2 separate regions of the Pan troglodytes genome follow, and region 1 is linked to region 2. Evidence: chromatin contacts called from public HiChIP or PLAC-seq data. All regions are on one chromosome and are shown on one strand. The core of a region is the stretch at or near the end of the contact, and the rest is flanking DNA. Distances in the headings are between cores, read along the strand shown.

Region 1 (3,300 bases), core at 508-3,007, 90 kb after region 2:
AACCTAAATCCAGTCCCTCCTCCTTCATACCACCGGGAGGGAGGTGCAGCCCAAGCCCCCGAGGCCCCAAGGGTCCAGGTGTAGGACCCTTTATCCTCTCCGGCAGCCATCCCTGTGGGTGTGGCACCCCCGCCACACCCCATTCTTGTTATCTCAGGGGGAGGGGGGAAATGTAATCGGACATCCCCCCCATCCAATCCATCCTGAGCTGCGAGGCGGCGGCTCTGTCCCTCGGAGATAATCCTGTGCACTCCCCACCTTCACTCACCTCGGCTGACGCAGGAGTCTCCGGAGCCCGCACTCCCAGACATCACTGCCCTCCTTCCTGAGGGTGCTGAGGCTCGGAGGCTCAGAGATGCTACTGGTCCAAGGTCATGCAGCGAGGCAGCGGCAATGAACAGGGTCGTGGGGAGGAGGGGGCGCTGACCCCATTACGCCCCCGCCCTCACTACCGCACTCATGCCCCCGGACAATCGCTTCGCGGAAAACACCCCAGCTGCACCAGCTAACGGTCACTGCGCCCCGGGAACCTGACATCACTCTAGTTCAGGTGCTGGGGAGTCCTCCAGGCCCGGCCCCGACAGCGGAGCCCCCCACCCCAGCCCTGCCATCACGGCCGCTGGGGTCCCAGACACTCACTACTCAGGACAGGGCCGGGACCGGGAGGGGACCTCGGCGAACGGGAAGGAACCGGGAGGCAGGGAGCAGAGGGGTGGCCTCACCTTGCGGGGTGCACCCCGGGGCCGGGGAGGGCAGGGACGACCGCTGCAGCGGCGGCGGCTGCAGGAGCTCAACGCCGAGCACGAGGAAGGGAGCCCCGCGCCGCGGCCGCCCTCCCGTCGGCACGCCCCCGCCTCCGCCCATTGGTTGATCTGGGAGGGTGGGGCGAGGGACGCTCCGGACCAATGAGCGGGCTCCAAAGAACGGCCAACTGGCGAGGGCCGCCTACGTCACGTGCCAGGGTCGCCGAGGCAGCGCCCTGCTAGTCCGCGCCTGCCGGGCGAGCTCTCGCGAGGAAGACGTGCAGACGGCCCAACTAGGCCAGGGGCCAGAACCGGCCACTCGAAGAGGGAGAAGGAGGGCCTCGGATAGGCCCCGCCCCCGCACCTTCTTCCCCCTGGGGGATAGCGCCTCTAGCCTTGAACCTTGCTTAGGACGCACCTCCCTTGGGCCCTTCGCTCTCGGGAGGGCTGTCGGGCGCGTCTCGGGGCTGGGTGGAGCTCCCGAAGGTGGCCTTTCTCCCTGGGCTTCCACGCCGGCTTCGGCCATCGATACGGGCCGTGTTGGTCTCGTTCAGGAGCTGAGGAACCCTCCATCACTCCTGTTTCGACCCCAGGGTTTGGACCTCTTCCCCTTCCACCCCATCCCCTGTCTCGAAAGAAGCAACCCCCGTGCGGGCCCGAGACGCGTCCCGGGTGCCTGGCCCGGCCTGGAGAAGCATCAGAACAAAGAAGGCACGCGGGCTGGGGGCTGGGAGAGCCTGTGACGCGCCCCCGGGGACCGCAGCCTCTGCTCCCGGTCTCCATGGAGGCGGTCGCCATGGCAGCGAGATGCGCCTCGCTCAGCACCGCGGGGTGGGATGTGGGCGCCTGCAGTGAGCCAAGGAGCGAGAGGCGTGGCCCTCCGGTCTGCGGGGGTTCTTGCCGGTGCTCTCCGCCCGCCGGTTCGCGAACACCCCACCTATACTTCGCCCGTGGGGACGGATTCCCCAAAGTGCCCTCAGTAAGCCGCCGGAGCACGCAGCGCCTTGCTTCCAACGGAACTAGAGAGACGGCCTGGGCGGCTGAAGGCCAGCCTCCCTTCAGCAGGGCCGGGGGCGCTGCCTTAAAGGAGCCCTCAAGTCTGCCACCCTGTGGCCCATAACCTGTCTGCTGATCTCCAGTCTGCACACTGTTGGCAAATTAATCTTTCTGAGCTCTTGTTTTCATCGCGTCCCTCTCCTGCTCCAAAGCCCTCTGGGACTGCCTCCAGTGGCGCTTCACAGACTTCAGCAGCACTTTGGGTGATTCATGTGCCCTCGCGTTTGAGAGACAGCGCTTACATTGAGAGCTTTTCACATTCTGATCTCAGCCCATCCACTCCTGCCCACTCTACCCACTCCCACCACACTACCTTTAGACCTTGTCTTGAAAGTCTAAAGTTGGCAGACGGTGGGCCCAAAGTGGCCCGTAGGTGTATTTTGTTTAGCTCACATGGGGCTTTTAAAAAGAAGTCCTTCCCCCTCCTGCCTCCTCCGCCTCTTTCTGGAATCAGGAATCTGGTTTCGTGGCTTCTTTTGAAATATCAGAAGATCTGACAACATGGGCTCACTTTCCAGCCTGGCATTACAAGCCCCTTTAAGAGCACATAAATTTACCGTAGTCCCCGCCAATCCCTGTTTCTCACGGTTAGTTACCTTCTGGGTCTGTGCAGACATTTGTGATCCCCTCCCCCTCATTATCCCACCTTCCAACCTGGAAGGCCCTCCCCCCTCTCTTCTCATAGCCAAAATTCAAGCCCTCTTCAACCAAGATAAGTTTTGCCTATTTATTTATTTATTTATTTTTGAGACAGAGTCTCACTCTGTCGCCCAGGCTTGAGTTCAGTGGTGCCATCTCGGCTGACTGCAGCCTCCACCCCCTCCCCCGCCGGGTTCAAGCCATTGTCCTGCCTCAGCCTCCCAAGTAGCTGGGATTCTAGGTGCGCGCCACCACACCCAGGGCTAATTTTTGTATTTTTAGTGGAGACAGGGTTTCACCATGTTGGTCAGGTGGGTCTCGAACTCCTAGCCTCAAGTGATCCGCCTGCCTCAGCCTCCCAAAGTGCTGGGATTACAGGCATGAGCCACCGCGCCTGGCCCAAGCCTGCCTTTTTCAAAAGTCTTTCTAGCCAACTTCTCAAAACCGTCTCTGGTGTGGGCTCTCTCAAACACAAACTGGCTGCTAACTGCACAGCCCGGGGTTATTTCCGAATTGTCAACTCCTTTCAGCAAACATTTACTGAATGTATCTGATGAGTAAGTTATTGTGCTAGGCTCTGTGGAGTGGAAGGCACTCACAGTTTAGTGTAGGAGGGACACCACACACAAAGAACTGTGGTCTCCTGTCCTTGCCAAATGTTCCTCACACTCCCAGGCATCGGGCAGTCTGGCCCACTGGGAGGAGCTGAAATACAGAGCTGCCCATGCCTAGGGATACTACATGCTCTCAGGGAAGGCCAAAGATGGTTCTGGAAAGCCTCCAGGAGAAAATTAGACTCTTTGTGTCAGGAGGAAGTCAGGGCAGGAGTTACCTGGCTGCCCCATCACTGCCCAATGTGTCT
Region 2 (3,296 bases), core at 51-2,550:
TGGTGTGTGGGTGCTCTCCGCATGGCCTTGCACGCACGTGCTGGCCACGGGCACCCTGACCCCAATGAGGGAGAGAGGGGCAGAGCTGGAGCTGGAGCTGGAGCTCTGGTGACCGGGTGGATGGGAGTGGAACCCGAGGGAGCCAGGCTGGTATTGGGCACATAGACGCCCCTCTCCCAGGGGTCCCATCACCTCCCCTGGCCCCAGGATAGGGCTCAGAGGGGAGGGAGCAGTGGACCGCCTGGGGCCAGAACAGACCAGGCCCCTGTACCTGTTTGGTCCCCACACAGTGCTGTGGAAGCCACCGCCCAGTCTGCATAGCCCAGCCCAGCCCCGCATGCCTCCTCCCTGGTTGCCCTCCCTGTTCCCGGCCAGGCACTTGCTGTGCAGGACTGGCTAATCCTCCCACCCGCTTGCAGAGGTTGTTCCAGCCCCATCTTAACATCTTTGTTTGGAGGGGTTACCCCGAGGAGACAGCTGCAGTCTTCCCAGAGCACTGCTAAACAGACACCTTCTATCTGGAGAGGCCCTTCTCTATCTCACCAAACAAGGCAACAATATAAACAACATACACACTGCCCTGCCGCCCTGGGAGGAGGGACGAGGGGTGAGCAGGGTGGAGGCCACAGCTAGTTCTGCAGCCTGAGAGCAAAGCAGGGACTCTGGGGAACTCTTGGGCATGGAGGCTTCCGAGAGGATGGAGCCCCGCTGAGTCCTAAGGGGTGGAGGTGCAGGAGCGGGTCACACGGTGGCCTGCGGATGGAAGCTGGTTGTGCGAGCGAGAATCCAGGCAGAGGGGGCTACGGCTACGGGCTGGGGGCTGGGCTGCCCCCGAGGGGGAGGGAGCCATGCCCTCTGCTTTGCCAGCGGAGTGGCAGCCGGGCAGTGTGGGCAAGTCCGGGCCCGAGGCCAGCCCAAGCACACTTGAGCGTCCCTGGGCAGGTCCCACGGAGACCCCCCCAAACAGTCCCCACGCCCTGACCTACTGGCCGTATGGTGCCGGGGCCGTGAGACCCTCCGCGCGCTGACCCGAGCTCTGAGCAGAACCCATCCCCGCCACCACCACCTGGCCTAGCCTGCCCCTCAGGGCGCACCCCGCCCGCGTCCTCACCTTGAAGCACCCCGGCGCTTGGCACTGGCCAGAGCAGCAGCAGTAGTAGCAGCAGCAGCAACGGGGTCCCCCGAGCTCTCCGGGGCCTCCAGCCCATAGCTGTGAGCTCCTCGGCCTCTAGGCAGCGGCTCGCAACTCCGGCTCCGCCCAGGCTGGATGGCGGCCGACCCACGCCCCGTGCAGCCCCAGGCCGCCGCCTTCGGACCTTCCCGCCCCCACCTCCCACCGCCCGCCCTCGCTCCCGCCCCCCCTCCCCGCCAACCCCGCTCGGAGCCTGGCCAGGGGCCCCGACGGCGCGCGCCACGGGGGAGCCGGGTCGCCACTCCCGGACCGCCGCCCCTCGAGGGGGTGGAGCTGGGCGGAGGAGGGAATCCGTGCGGCCCCTCGGACGACCGGCCCGAGCCGTCCCTCCCCGTCGGTCTCAGAGGGCCTCTACTCCTGAGAGGAGGAGAGAACCGCTGGGAAGGTTCTTGGAGGACCGCGGCGTGGTGGGATGAGGCGGTGGGCAAAGGCCGCCTCTCGCTGCTGAAGTTGGCCCCAGGAGCGCGATCTTCCGTGGTCTCCTGGGGCCAATCTCTGTCCCCTCCTTGCTACCCGTCCTGCCCCGAGGGTACCCTGGCGGAGGTTGAGTCGGGTCATCCACCTGCACTGGGTGCCCCCAAGGATAGGAAGGTTCAGGCAACCGGCTGCCGCTGTCTTGGGGGCTTCATTGCTGGGCAAAGGGGATGCAGCAGACGGAGACAACCTTTCTTCCCTGGCGGCGGCCAGAGGGCAGAATTGTATAAAAGCTGCAGACTCCCAGACCTGGGAGACCCTTTCGGCCTCAGTAACATCTGTTTCATGTTTTAAAGTTTTGTTTTCCTACTCGGTGCAAATTTGGATGAGATGTTAACTTTTTTTTTTTTTTTTTTTTGAGATGGAGTCTCCCTCTGTCGCCAGGCTGGAGTGCAGTGGCACGATCTCGGCTCACTGCAACCTCCGACTCCCTGGTTCAAGCGATTCTCCTGCCTCAGCCTCCCGAGTAGCTGGGATTACAGGCACGCGCTACCACCCCCAGCTAACTTTTGTATTTTTAGCAGAGACGAGGTTTCACCATTTTGGCCAGGATGGTCTCAATCTCCTGATCTCGTGATCCACCCGCCTCGGCCTCTCAAAACGCTGGGATTACAGGCGTGAGCCACCGCGCCCGGCCGGAGATGTTAACTTTTAAGCAAATCTTTTTTTTTTTTTTTTTTTTTTTTTTTTTTTTTGAGACAGAGTTTCTCTCTTGTTACCCAGACTGGAGTGCAATGGCATGATCTGGGCTCACTGCAACCTCTGCCTCCCAGATTCAAGTGATTCTTCTGCCTCAGCCTCCCGAGTAGCTGGGATTACAGGCATTCGCCACCACGCCCGGCTAATTTTGTATTTTTAGTAGAGATGAGGTTTCTCCATGTTGGTCAGGCTGGTCTCGAACTCCCGACCTCAGGTGATCTGCCCGCCTCGGCCTCCCAAAGCGCTGGAATTACAGGCATGAGACACTGCACCCAGCCTACTTTTAAGTAAATCTATTTGTTTTTGAGAATTTGGAATGTAGTAATTTGGTTAGTGAAAGTTCGAGCAGTGAGAGAAACCTACATTCACATATCTCAAAATCAAAAAGTACAGAAAGCGTAGGGAAAAGTCTCCGTGCTCTTAGCCCTCCTCGCCAACAGGAAACCAATATGATTAGTTTCTTTCATAGGCTTTTAGATTATTTTTTGCACACTCAAGACAATACAGACATATATTTTTCTCTTATTAACATTTTTCTGCACTTTGATTTTCTTTTTTTTTTTTGGTCGCTTAATACACCTTAGATATCAGTGCATTTAGAGGCCCTTGTTGTTCTTATGATTATTATTTAGAGACAGGGTCTCACTCTGTCACCCACGCTAGAGGGCAGTGGCCTGATCATGCCTCATTGCAGCCTTGAAATCCTGGGCTCAAGGTATCCTCCCACCTCAGCCTCCTGAGTAGTTGGAACTACAGGCACACGGCACCAGGCCCAGCTAAAATTTTTAATTTTTCTGTAGACAGGGGGTCTCACTTTGTTTCCCAGGCTGGTCTCAAACTCCTGGTCTTGGCCAGGCGCAGTGTCTCATGCCTGTAATCCCAGCACTTTGGGAGGCCGGGGCGGGCAGATCACTGGAGGTCAGGAGTTCAA

Evidence for each region. HiChIP or PLAC-seq counts read pairs in DNA pulled down with a chosen protein or histone mark.
Region 1: a contact with region 2 is called in an H3K4me3 HiChIP or PLAC-seq map of stem cell-derived excitatory neurons, with 5 times the contacts expected there. The contact joins the promoter of ADISSP here to the promoter of ADAM33 in region 2. A contact is called at or near these places in 1 of 7 Hi-C or Micro-C datasets (blood) and 1 of 1 datasets of contacts at active chromatin or transcription factors (stem cell-derived excitatory neurons).

What each region holds. Positions count from the first base shown.
Region 1 is chr21:10,378,218-10,381,517 of NHGRI_mPanTro3-v2.0_pri, forward strand. ADISSP (adipose secreted signaling protein) reads right to left here and starts at 1,758. Exons shown (of 7, transcript XM_054674848.2): 1 at 269-1,758.
Region 2 is chr21:10,288,645-10,291,940 of NHGRI_mPanTro3-v2.0_pri, forward strand. ADAM33 (ADAM metallopeptidase domain 33) reads right to left here and starts at 1,301. Exons shown (of 20, transcript XM_016937367.4): 1 at 1,112-1,301. The coding sequence starts at 1,208.